Linked DNA regions of Mus musculus: regions 1 and 2 are each linked to region 3. Evidence: chromatin contacts called from public Hi-C and promoter capture Hi-C data. All regions are on one chromosome and are shown on one strand. Each heading gives the region's core, a stretch centred on a gene start, on an enhancer-like site or on the middle of the called end of the contact. The rest is flanking DNA. Distances are from core to core; before and after follow the strand shown. Region 1 has its middle 23 kb from the start of Gm12707. Region 2 has its middle 51 kb from the start of Gm12707. Region 3 holds the start of Fggy (FGGY carbohydrate kinase domain containing).

Region 1 (3,058 bases), core at 126-2,625, 94 kb after region 3:
ATGTTACACAAGTGGCACAAAATAGGACAGTCATTTGAAATGTAGAGATATAGTCTCCAACCTGATGCTAATTCTCTCTTTGCATGTGGATCCCAAAACTGTTAGTACTGACGGAGGATAATTTTAAGTTTGAGATCAGTTGTAGCCTGACACTGAGACTCTTTCTCAAAAAAGCAAAATAACATGTAGAATCTTGAAAAAGTAAATCTAAAACACTTTCCTTTTTAATGAAACTTTCTATGATATATTGGTTTATTACTTTAGTGTTAACTTTATTTGAATTACACCTTTGAAAATTGGAGCATAAAAGTGACAACTAATGACTTTGTTATTTTCCATTTAAAAAAGAGGAAGGGGGAGAGATGACTCCTGCTGAGGACATGCCCTGAGAAGGATATTTTCTCTAAGCTATTTCACCAAAATGCAAAGTTCAATATTTCTCTCTTTCCAAACTGAATTTTTATTAAAAGTATGAGATTCTAGGCTTTAGAGAGCGTGTACATGCCAGAGGAATATCTTCCCCAAATTGTGCCCAAGCTCACATACAACATGCAATCAATCTCACTGAACCCACTAACCTCACTATGGGATGTGCATCACTGCTTTTAGTTTTGCAGCTGATAAACTTCAAGGAGGCGGAATAACTTGCACATAGCTATTGTGTAGGGACTCAGCTGGCTCTTTCCTCTATACCTCTTATGCTTCGAGTCTGTAGACGGGGCTAACACCCAAGTGGCCTCAGTCAGATTCTTTCAGGATGTCACAACAGGCATTTGGGGTTGGGCCTGAGTGTAGCTCCTCCAGAAACAGCTGCACGTACAGGGTGGGGGGATTACTGGGGAGGCCACTGGGGAGGCCTGGAGGGTGGTGACCTGGTATCCAGGGAGGCAGGCAAAGCAGATTTCCAGAAAGTTTGGGCTGGGCAAGAGTAAGAGGTCCAGGCAGCTGTCCCAGGCACAAATTCCAGCAGATTTCCAAAGAGAAAGTTCAGTACCCAGGAATCTGTGAAGCCCAACGGCATGTAGCAAGGCAAACTAGAGAATCAACAGCTTATGAGCTGGGACTAAGCAGTTCAAATGCTCAGGGGTCATGGGTACGTTGATGCCTCAGGTGACTGAAACAGAGCCCTCCCCATGGAATAAGAGAGATGGAGTACCATGGTGGTTGAGAAGAAGATTTCTGAGGCCATCTGGGTTGTTGCCAACCGAAGCTGATGGATGTTAGCTGTGTGGCCTTGAAAAGTTACTTCAGTGTTCTGCATCCATCAAATGGAGATGCTGATGTGGACATGAGATAAGAGGAGGGGAACAGAACAACACTGGACTTCTCTCAGTGGTCTGAGCTGCAGGCACTCGTCATTATTGCTGTGGATGACGTTCATGTGGTGGTTAGAGGCCAAGGGCATAGAAATCACAGACAGCAAACCTTGGCACAGAGGCTATCTGTGCAAGGGATGCTATCAACATGCTTGGGTGGGTTATCTCATGCAAAGTGTGGTACAGGGAGTCTAAGAGGGAAAGTGCAAGAGTGAAATTAGAGTTGGAAGAATTTAATTGATATCTCTACCTACTATTCAAAATTGTGAAAATACAGTTGGCCATCCCTTATTCAAAATATATAGGCATAACATGTTTCAAATTATTTGGATTTTGTTATTCACCTGTTAGAAAATCTTAATCAACAAATCTATGATGCAGAAGTGCTCCACAATCTGCTTTGGGAGCACTCCAAACTTGGGATCTTTGGATTAGGGATGCTCAGACTGCAGCGACTGAGAGTTAACCAGGCCCTTCAAAACTGCCAGCTAAGATGTGGAGGACTTAACTCGGATGATCTCACTTGTTGACTATGAACTATGGGCAAGTTGCCTGACCTCTGTGTATCTTCATTTCTCCATTTGTGAAAAGAGGGAGGGAGTCTCACGTGTTTATTATGAGTTATGAAAGTGGATACAAGTATTCTACCCCTGGCCATGTAATTTTATTAAAATGTCTCTTGAATGACAAAGTCTGTGATAGAATCAGAGGCTGCCTGGTTACTTCAACTCGATTTTAGGCTAACAAGAAGGAAAAAGCTAGGGTGATTAAAATAGCATTATTTAAGTCCTCACACATTTTACCTTGTTTTAGGTAGGGCTTAGATTTTAATTAGGAGTTAGGCCTCTGCATCAAGAGAACCTTTAGAAGCAGCTTTGTCCGGCCACAGGTTATTGTGTCCCTCCTCTCCAGGGTTACCAGGAATGCTGAATATTTGCATGTTAGTGTTAACAAGCTTCTTGTTGGAGACCTGGTTTCTATGACACAATGAGAAAAAAACTAATTCCTACTCCCTAAGTTTATAGTGAGGCACAAGCAAGAAACTATAAAAAGACTCTGAAGGTGATATTTTCAGTCCCTAGGAAAGTCTACCTACAATGTTTGAGGAGCAAATAATTTATTGTGTTTTTGGCCATTTGCCAAGCTGTTTTCATGTTTTGGTGTGAATTAATCCCTTGTGAAGAGCCACATGAATGTTAGTTAGGCTACAGGCTAAGCAGCTGTATGAGACAGTCCCCTATTGAACTTATACAGGAGTGAAGTTCATAACTAACTGCTGAAGAGCATGCCACTTTTCAGGTGAGTAAGCTGAGACTTGACAGTTTAACTGATGGATGTACAATTTGGAGCTGAAAATCAATGACGTGTTTTAAGTGTTTTAATTCTAGTGTTTTAAGAGATAAAAATGCAGATACAGTACAATGGCAGTTTTGAGGACAGAACGAGCTACTTGACTTGGGGACGTAAGAAAGGGCTGTACATGTGCAAGTATGCGTGTGCTTGTGTGTGTGTGTGTGTGTGTGTGTGTGTGTGTGTGTGTGTGTGTGTGAATTTCATCTGGGTCTCCAGGATATGATAAGGAAAGGCTATGCCAGGGGCAGGGGTGCCAAACAAAAGTTTGGAAGAATGAAGCTAGATGTGAATATTATTAATGACTCACAGACATAACATGAACCTAGAGGAAGACATATAAAAGAAGGAAGAGGATGAGAGGGATGAGCCAAATGGATCTGGACCACCTA
Region 2 (3,481 bases), core at 120-2,619, 120 kb after region 3:
TAGAAGTGTAACGGCTGGGTTATAGTATATATATAAGAAACTGCCTCATCATTTTCCACAGTGGTTGTTCTAATTCTCACTGGCTGTGTTTGAAAGCTTCAGTTGTTCCTTGTCCTCACTAACCTTAGCCATCAAGTAGGCATGTGAAGATATTGGGGAAAGGGCCATACTTACTCATATGAATGCAGGTACACAGAAGCCAGAGAGCAACCTTGGTGTTGTTCCTCTTGAGAAGCTGTTCGTTTTCAACTGGGTTAGGCTGTTAGGCCATGGAGCCCCTGGGACCTACCTGTCCCTGGCTCTTCATCATTGGGATGCAAACCATGCCATCATGCCTGGCTTTTTATGGGAGTGCTGGGCATCAAACTCAGGTCCTCATGCTTGTGTACCAAGCCCTTTACCACAGAGCCATTTGCTATCATTATAGATCTAGATGTTTTCCCCAAGAAAAAATAATATTGAAAATCATTTCATGAGCTAATTTGCAATCTACATTTCTTTTTTGTTGAAATGACCGAACATAGATGAGTGTGGTGGCTCATGCCTTTAATCCCAGCACTCAGAAGGCAGAAGCAGGCAGATTTTTGAGTTTGAGGCCAGCCTGGTCTACAAGGTGAGTTCCAGGACAGTCAGGGCTACACAGAGAAACCCTGTCTCAAAAAACAAAAAACAAAAAAAGAAATGACTGAACATTTTGTCCTTTTTCATTTTTATTGGGTTGTTTGATTTTATTACTGCTGTTGTTGATCTAAGCTACGACTCTTCACTCTGAAGTGGCTTCTGTGTTGTACGAGGAAATTCTAGAGAAAAAAAAAAAAAAACTAGACCATAAGAAAGGGGCTCACGCATTTTAGAGGTTGGAGCAAAGGTCAGAAATTCACAAAGAATTTGGTGATGCCACATGGCTCTGTATGTGGTAAGTAGCGTCACTCTGAACAACTTAGGGAACATTCCCCCATCTCACTTTGTAGCTGGACCTAGTAAACATATGGCCCAGTGTTTCTAAGAGAAATGAATGAAGCACTCTTCTTAAACAAGTAACTTGAGACAATGAGAACAATTGTTTCTGAGCCAGTGTGCTAAAAATGAGGATGCTTGAGAGAACTTTAATGGTAAGAAGTCTTAGAGTCCTCTTAATAGGGGAGACCCTTAGACCCTGTGCGGTGGGGTAAAGGGACGGGTGGTCCTCAGTAGCTGATAAGAACGTTTGTTTGCCTACCTTGTGCAAAAAGCAAGGGGTGTCTCTCAGCACCTCTATTGTGATCTAAGAGGCTTTGATGGGAGTTGGCTTCCCTTTATCTACTCTTGGTCTGGATAAGGATAGGGTGAAAGAGATTGCCCCTGGCTCTCTGACAAGAAAAGAGCAGCTTCCAGACAGAGTTCAACCTGAGAAAAGGCTTCCCTGCTGTGAGGGAATTAGTCACTCTGGGATAGACTTCCTGGGCACAACATCAAATGTTTCTGCTGGCTGTAGGAGTTCAGATTGAGTAGCTTAACACATTCATGTCCAGTCTGCATGAACTACAAAAACCCTTGCCTCGAGGTAGTAAGCAGTACACGGAATGTCCAGCTAGAGCAGTTTTCTTGTTCTAATTCTGACTTTCACTCCCTGAGCTGGGGGACAGCTCTGCAATGTTCCTATGATGCCACTGAGGTTCTGTCGATGTTTGTCATTACTACCTTATGAGCTACATCTCCATGCCTTTAAGCTCCATTGGGCCTCATTCCCTCTGTCCTCTGGTTGATCCCAACAGCCAACTTAGTCTAAGCTCTTAAGGGTCCACATACAGTCAAACTCTCTAAAAGTATGCATAGCCAGTTGTAGAAAGTGCATATGATGTTGAAGCACAAGGATCACAAACTCAAGGCCAGCTTGAACTATATCTTTTCTTTACAAATTAAAGTAGAATTTAAAATTTAAGTGTGTGTGTTCCTGTTGTTGCTTGACCTTTCTGAAGGAAGATCTTTGCTCTTCTCTCCTCTGATGAAAGATGACAATATCTCCAAGGGAAAGCCTATACTAAATCTGTGACGGCTCGCAAGTGGAACCTCTTCTTTCATGGGGGAATTCGTAACAAGGGCAAGTGGAGAGGTAGGTTGCTTTAGACTAGGAGTTGTGGATGATACTACAGAAACACTGGCTTAGACTCAAATGCTAATAGCCCGTCTGATGAGGACAAGCAACATGATTACATGGAGAAGTGAAGCCAAATAGCCCGTTTTTTTTTTTTTTTTTTTTTTTTTTTTTTTTTCCTTTGCTGGCAGGAGCAAACTTCCTGGAATGGCTCCTTCTTACCTCCTGTCCTCTGCCCTCAACAACTTCAGGGAACATTCCTTCCTGTCTCAAGTTCAGACAAATGGTTTGAAAAATCTGCCTTGACGGAAGTGTTAGCGATTTACCTTCAGAGAAGAAGAGTAACCAATTTGTCCTTTCACAGAGCAAAGGATCTATACTAGAAGGAAAACTGGCTAGTTTCTTATCTGGTGAAGCACATTCTGAAAGGGGACAGGAAAGGGTACATTGAAAGCTAGCAGCACGCTGAGGCCCAGTGGCTGTCTTTCCTGTCTTCCGCTTTTATAGCAGCCCTTGCATAAATAAAAATTTGATGAACCAGACTGCTTCCATTTTGGGCATGAAAACCATCTTACAGTATAGACAAATCAAATTCATTCCTGTTTGTGATTAAAGCTTTGTTTCTCAAGGACTGGGCTATGCTCCACCTATAACCTTAACTACAAATGGTTCTGTACTGCATGCTCCAGGAAATGGCAACCATGCCTGTGTTTGTAAAGGTTATTATGACCACCTGTTGTTATAACCACCTTGCAACTGTGTCTTTGAATCAGGAGATTTTTTATGACCAACTTGTTGTGCTTGTGTTCTGCTTCTATAATCCTGCCCAATTACTTTCCAAATCCCCATTTGGAAATCTCCTTCCCCTGAGCTATAAAATCCTAATCTTCTCCACATCCAATGCTGATCTCTTGAAGCCCACCTTAGTGGGAGGCAGCCCAAGTATACAAGTAAAAAATTGCTTTCTTTAATTAATTTAGCCATGATTTGTGTTAGTGGTCTTTCTCCTCACATGTATGGGAATAACAAACTAAGATTACAAGTGAGAACAGAAAGAGCACAGAGTTGGATGGGATTATTTCAGGTCTCATGGTGATTAGCAGACAACCCTAGAATTTGTATGACTTCATCTAATTCCTAAAATGCATGGCTCCCTCACTCTACCCATTTTAGACTTTCATAAGGACCATGTTCCTCAGTCTAGCCATCAATTTCCAATGCACTGTCAACTCCTATAGCTGGTGGTGCTGTGTGCATGAAATGCTGAGGCTACACTGGAACCACCCTTAGCTATGACTAAGATGTACACCAAAGTGCTCCAGGAAGCATGAGAGCAACAAGGCTTGGTAGGTTGAAAAGTGGAGAGAACTCAGTTCTACATGAAGGTTCAGGGACAGTGTGGAGAAG
Region 3 (2,978 bases), core at 393-2,892:
AATCAAAACCCATTATCATCAATGATGCTGGAATGCTTAAAATCTCAGCAAATGGAATCTAAAATATACAGTTAATTGTATGTCAGTCACTACTACATGGGGCTGCTACTAACTACCCTGGCTGAGAACACCTCTCTGCCTGCGATCATCTCAAGAGTTAAATGATCTCTATGGCACAATCCAGACAAAGAACTATGTCAGACTCCCCTTCTGGCTGGGAGTTTAAAGACGGGGCTTTCCCCAACCTGGTGTTGTTGTTGTTGTTGTTGTTGTTGTTGTCGTCGTCGTCCTTAAAAAGGCTAATAATTGGCTGTAGTTTTTAGATAAAGGTTATAGAAAAAGAACTAAATTCCAGAAGACAAAGCCCAGCAAAATTCATGAGAGCCTGGATAAGAACCTGGCACCCTTCCCAGAAACACAGTGCTCCACCAACTGGGTTATTCCCTCCTCCTTACTTGCAAACTTTGACTTCCTAATCCTAAGCCACCCCCCCCCCTCAAAAAAAATCATCCATAGGCCCTCCTCATCCCCTATTTTCCACCCCAGACCCCATCAGTCAGGAGCAGTCCTCTGGGGCTCTTATTCATACAGCCAGGGCAGAAGCCTTTAAGTCAAGACCAAGCATGACAGCTGCATTAGAAGGAGACTCCAGAAGACAGACTAGCAGCACCCCCAGCTAGCAACAGAAAAGAGAAACATCAGGACTCACATAGCTCACAGTAAAGACGGGAAACCCTTTAAAAAGGACAAGAAAATGAAACAAAAGACAAATCTACAAATCCAGCCACAAACTCAGACTTTAATTCTTCCTTATGGATTTGCTCCCTAAAAGCACAATCCAATGGGACCTTTTGAATTGACACACACACACTTGATCAAAAAAGAGTCAAACTTGGCCACAGTTTGCCCTTTAACTAGGAGAAGAAATTCGAGCTAAAATGTAAGCAGTGCTCCAGTGAATGGACCAGTGACAGAGGAGTTCCCCCACAGTGTGTGTCTCCATCCTGAAATGGTCATGAAGTTCATAAACATGGAAAGATCCCCCTATACCCTTCCTGGCCTGCAGCCCTGTAACAAGACAGATGGCATTATCCCATTTAAACTGAAGTACGCACCAAACACTATCTCCAGATGCTCAGCTTCTATAGCCTTAAACAGCACCAGCCTTGAAACGCTTTTACATTGCCAAACTTGAAATCAACGACTTAAAATGTTTAGAGAATTGTCCCCAAATTGGGGTGCGGGGCGGGGGTGCATTGCAAAATTCTCTTTTCTGGGAGAAAGAAAAAACACTTTATTTAATTAACTGTACACTACTCAGAGAGATAGGGCCTTAGGCCCCAGACATCTGTAGGGCAGTCATTGGGATGCAGTAAAGGCCTCTCCCTTGGGCAAGACACCTCACCCAGAATACACAAGAAACTGAAAGGCCAACCAGTGGCCTGGCTGTGAGACCCAAAGGTGAAGGAGGGAAACATTTAGCAGGCTAGAGAAGCTTTTGGGGGGAGCTGGCTAAGAGCCTGCGTGCCTGCAAGAACCCCTGGGAGGGTCACTTACTTGTCCAATATGAAATCACATTCTAGCTAGCAGGCCAGCAGGCCACCATGCACAGCCGCACCGCACCCAGCAGGGCGGTCCAAACAAGCTGTGACTCCGCCCGCTTCAGTCCAGCCCCTCCAGCAACCCTTGTAAGGAGCAACCTGATTGGTCCTTTGAAACGGGCACCGTGAATGGCCAGTACTTGTGAGCCCTGCTCCTCCCCACTGTACTGTAAGTCTTGGGTTTGCATTTCAAAATCCTTTCGCTGCCTGGATTTTAAAGATGCCCAGGCAACAGAGACGGCTCAATCTAAGCAATCCCCTCTGAGCGCCAGCTAACCTAGCCAACCTACAGTATGTGGTGGATATTTCCTGTTAAATCGCCCTCGGCTGAGCACCAGGATTGCTATGGGCTTCAATTCCTTGAACCCTTTATACCTGGTGCTTTTCAGGAACTCTCACACTTTATGCTGTGGTCGAGGCTTTGAGGTAGAGACGACACCGTAAATCTAAAAGATAGATGACCCCTGCCTTTGAGAAGTTGACATACCAGTAAGCTACATGGACTCTCGGTACCCTCATCGCTAGATACTGAGAGTCCAAAACCGGTTTGGCTTTTTTTTTTTCTTTTTTTTCTTTTTTCTTTTCCTGGGGACTATTCCAAGGTTGCGAAAACCAACCCTTCTCGATAACAGAGACTTCCTTAGTCAGACCTAGTGTGTTTATTATGTTAAGACTAGTATCCACATGACCTGAGAGTAAACGAGTGATCGATCTCTCTCCGTCATCCAGGTAAGAACTCGGTGAGGCTGAGGCCACAGGATTAGTCCTGCACTCTCCTGGAGGTCTTGGTTTGGATTTATTTTCCTCTACACAAGCAGTGTTCAACCTTCTTTGGTGACCTATATCAGATATTTACATTATGATTCATAACAATAGCAAAAGTAGATATGTGAAGTAACAAAAAATATAATTTTATGGTTGGGTCACAACAACCTGAGGAACTATTATAAAGGGTCTCAGCATCCGGACAGTTAAGAACCTAACTGTTAAGATCTACACTATGATTGCATTTCCAGCTATTCAAAAAATTGTCTGCACAGTCTCAGATCTGTTACTTAGTCATGTGGACCAAGCATACAACGGGAATTATAATATTAAGACCTGGTTGTCTTTCTTTCCGGAGCACTATGAAGAACAAATTAAGTACCAGACATGTATATGTTTTGCAAAAGTTTGGATGCTTAATACACATGCTACATTGGCTCAGCTCTTCCTTAATGTATCCCAGAAATGCAACGCGCCTGTTGCCTCACAGTCTATGGCTTGGGTGGGAACCTGAAAGGTCTCCTCGTTGCTAAACATAAACTAGTGTGTTGGCCTTTGTGGATAGCTGTTTCTCGTCTTTGCTGTATTTGAGTTTTTATTTGAGTCCTCTTA

What was found. Promoter capture Hi-C pulls out the DNA fragments that hold promoters and counts their contacts. Hi-C and Micro-C count contacts between places; a contact is called where the count stands out from the background.
Region 1: a contact with region 3 is called in a Hi-C map of muscle stem cells, with 1.8 times the contacts expected there. The contact joins the enhancer-like site here to the promoter of Fggy in region 3. A contact is called at or near these places in 4 of 39 promoter capture datasets (3T3-L1-derived adipocytes, the C10 cell line, liver and 1 more), 2 of 484 Hi-C or Micro-C datasets (adipose-derived mesenchymal stem cells and muscle stem cells), 2 of 115 datasets of contacts at active chromatin or transcription factors (the 230-238 cell line and heart atrium) and 1 of 9 other capture datasets (adipose tissue).
Region 2: a contact with region 3 is called in a promoter capture Hi-C map of neural stem cells. The contact joins the enhancer-like site here to the promoter of Fggy in region 3. A contact is called at or near these places in 5 of 39 promoter capture datasets (the C10 cell line, liver, macrophages and 2 more), 2 of 484 Hi-C or Micro-C datasets (embryonic fibroblasts and uterus), 1 of 115 datasets of contacts at active chromatin or transcription factors (CD8 T cells) and 1 of 9 other capture datasets (adipose tissue).

What each region holds. Positions count from the first base shown.
Region 1 is chr4:95,461,463-95,464,520 of GRCm38.p6, reverse strand. No RefSeq gene overlaps it. Among named protein-coding and RNA genes, the nearest start is that of Gm12707, 23 kb to the left of the region's middle. Within about 2 kb of position 1,375, at least 22 of the 459 cell types and tissues checked have an H3K27ac peak or open chromatin away from gene starts, as enhancers often do. A contact at or near this core is called in adipose tissue and muscle stem cells, where this site is marked.
Region 2 is chr4:95,432,614-95,436,094 of GRCm38.p6, reverse strand. No RefSeq gene overlaps it. Among named protein-coding and RNA genes, the nearest start is that of Gm12707, 51 kb to the left of the region's middle. Within about 2 kb of position 1,369, at least 41 of the 459 cell types and tissues checked have an H3K27ac peak or open chromatin away from gene starts, as enhancers often do. A contact at or near this core is called in neural stem cells and uterus, where this site is marked.
Region 3 is chr4:95,556,171-95,559,148 of GRCm38.p6, reverse strand. Fggy (FGGY carbohydrate kinase domain containing) reads right to left here and starts at 1,642. Exons shown (of 16, transcript NM_001113412.1): 1 at 1,558-1,642. It overlaps Gm40206 (a long non-coding RNA gene), which reads left to right and starts at 1,783. Exons shown (of 2, transcript XR_867942.1): 1 at 1,783-2,330.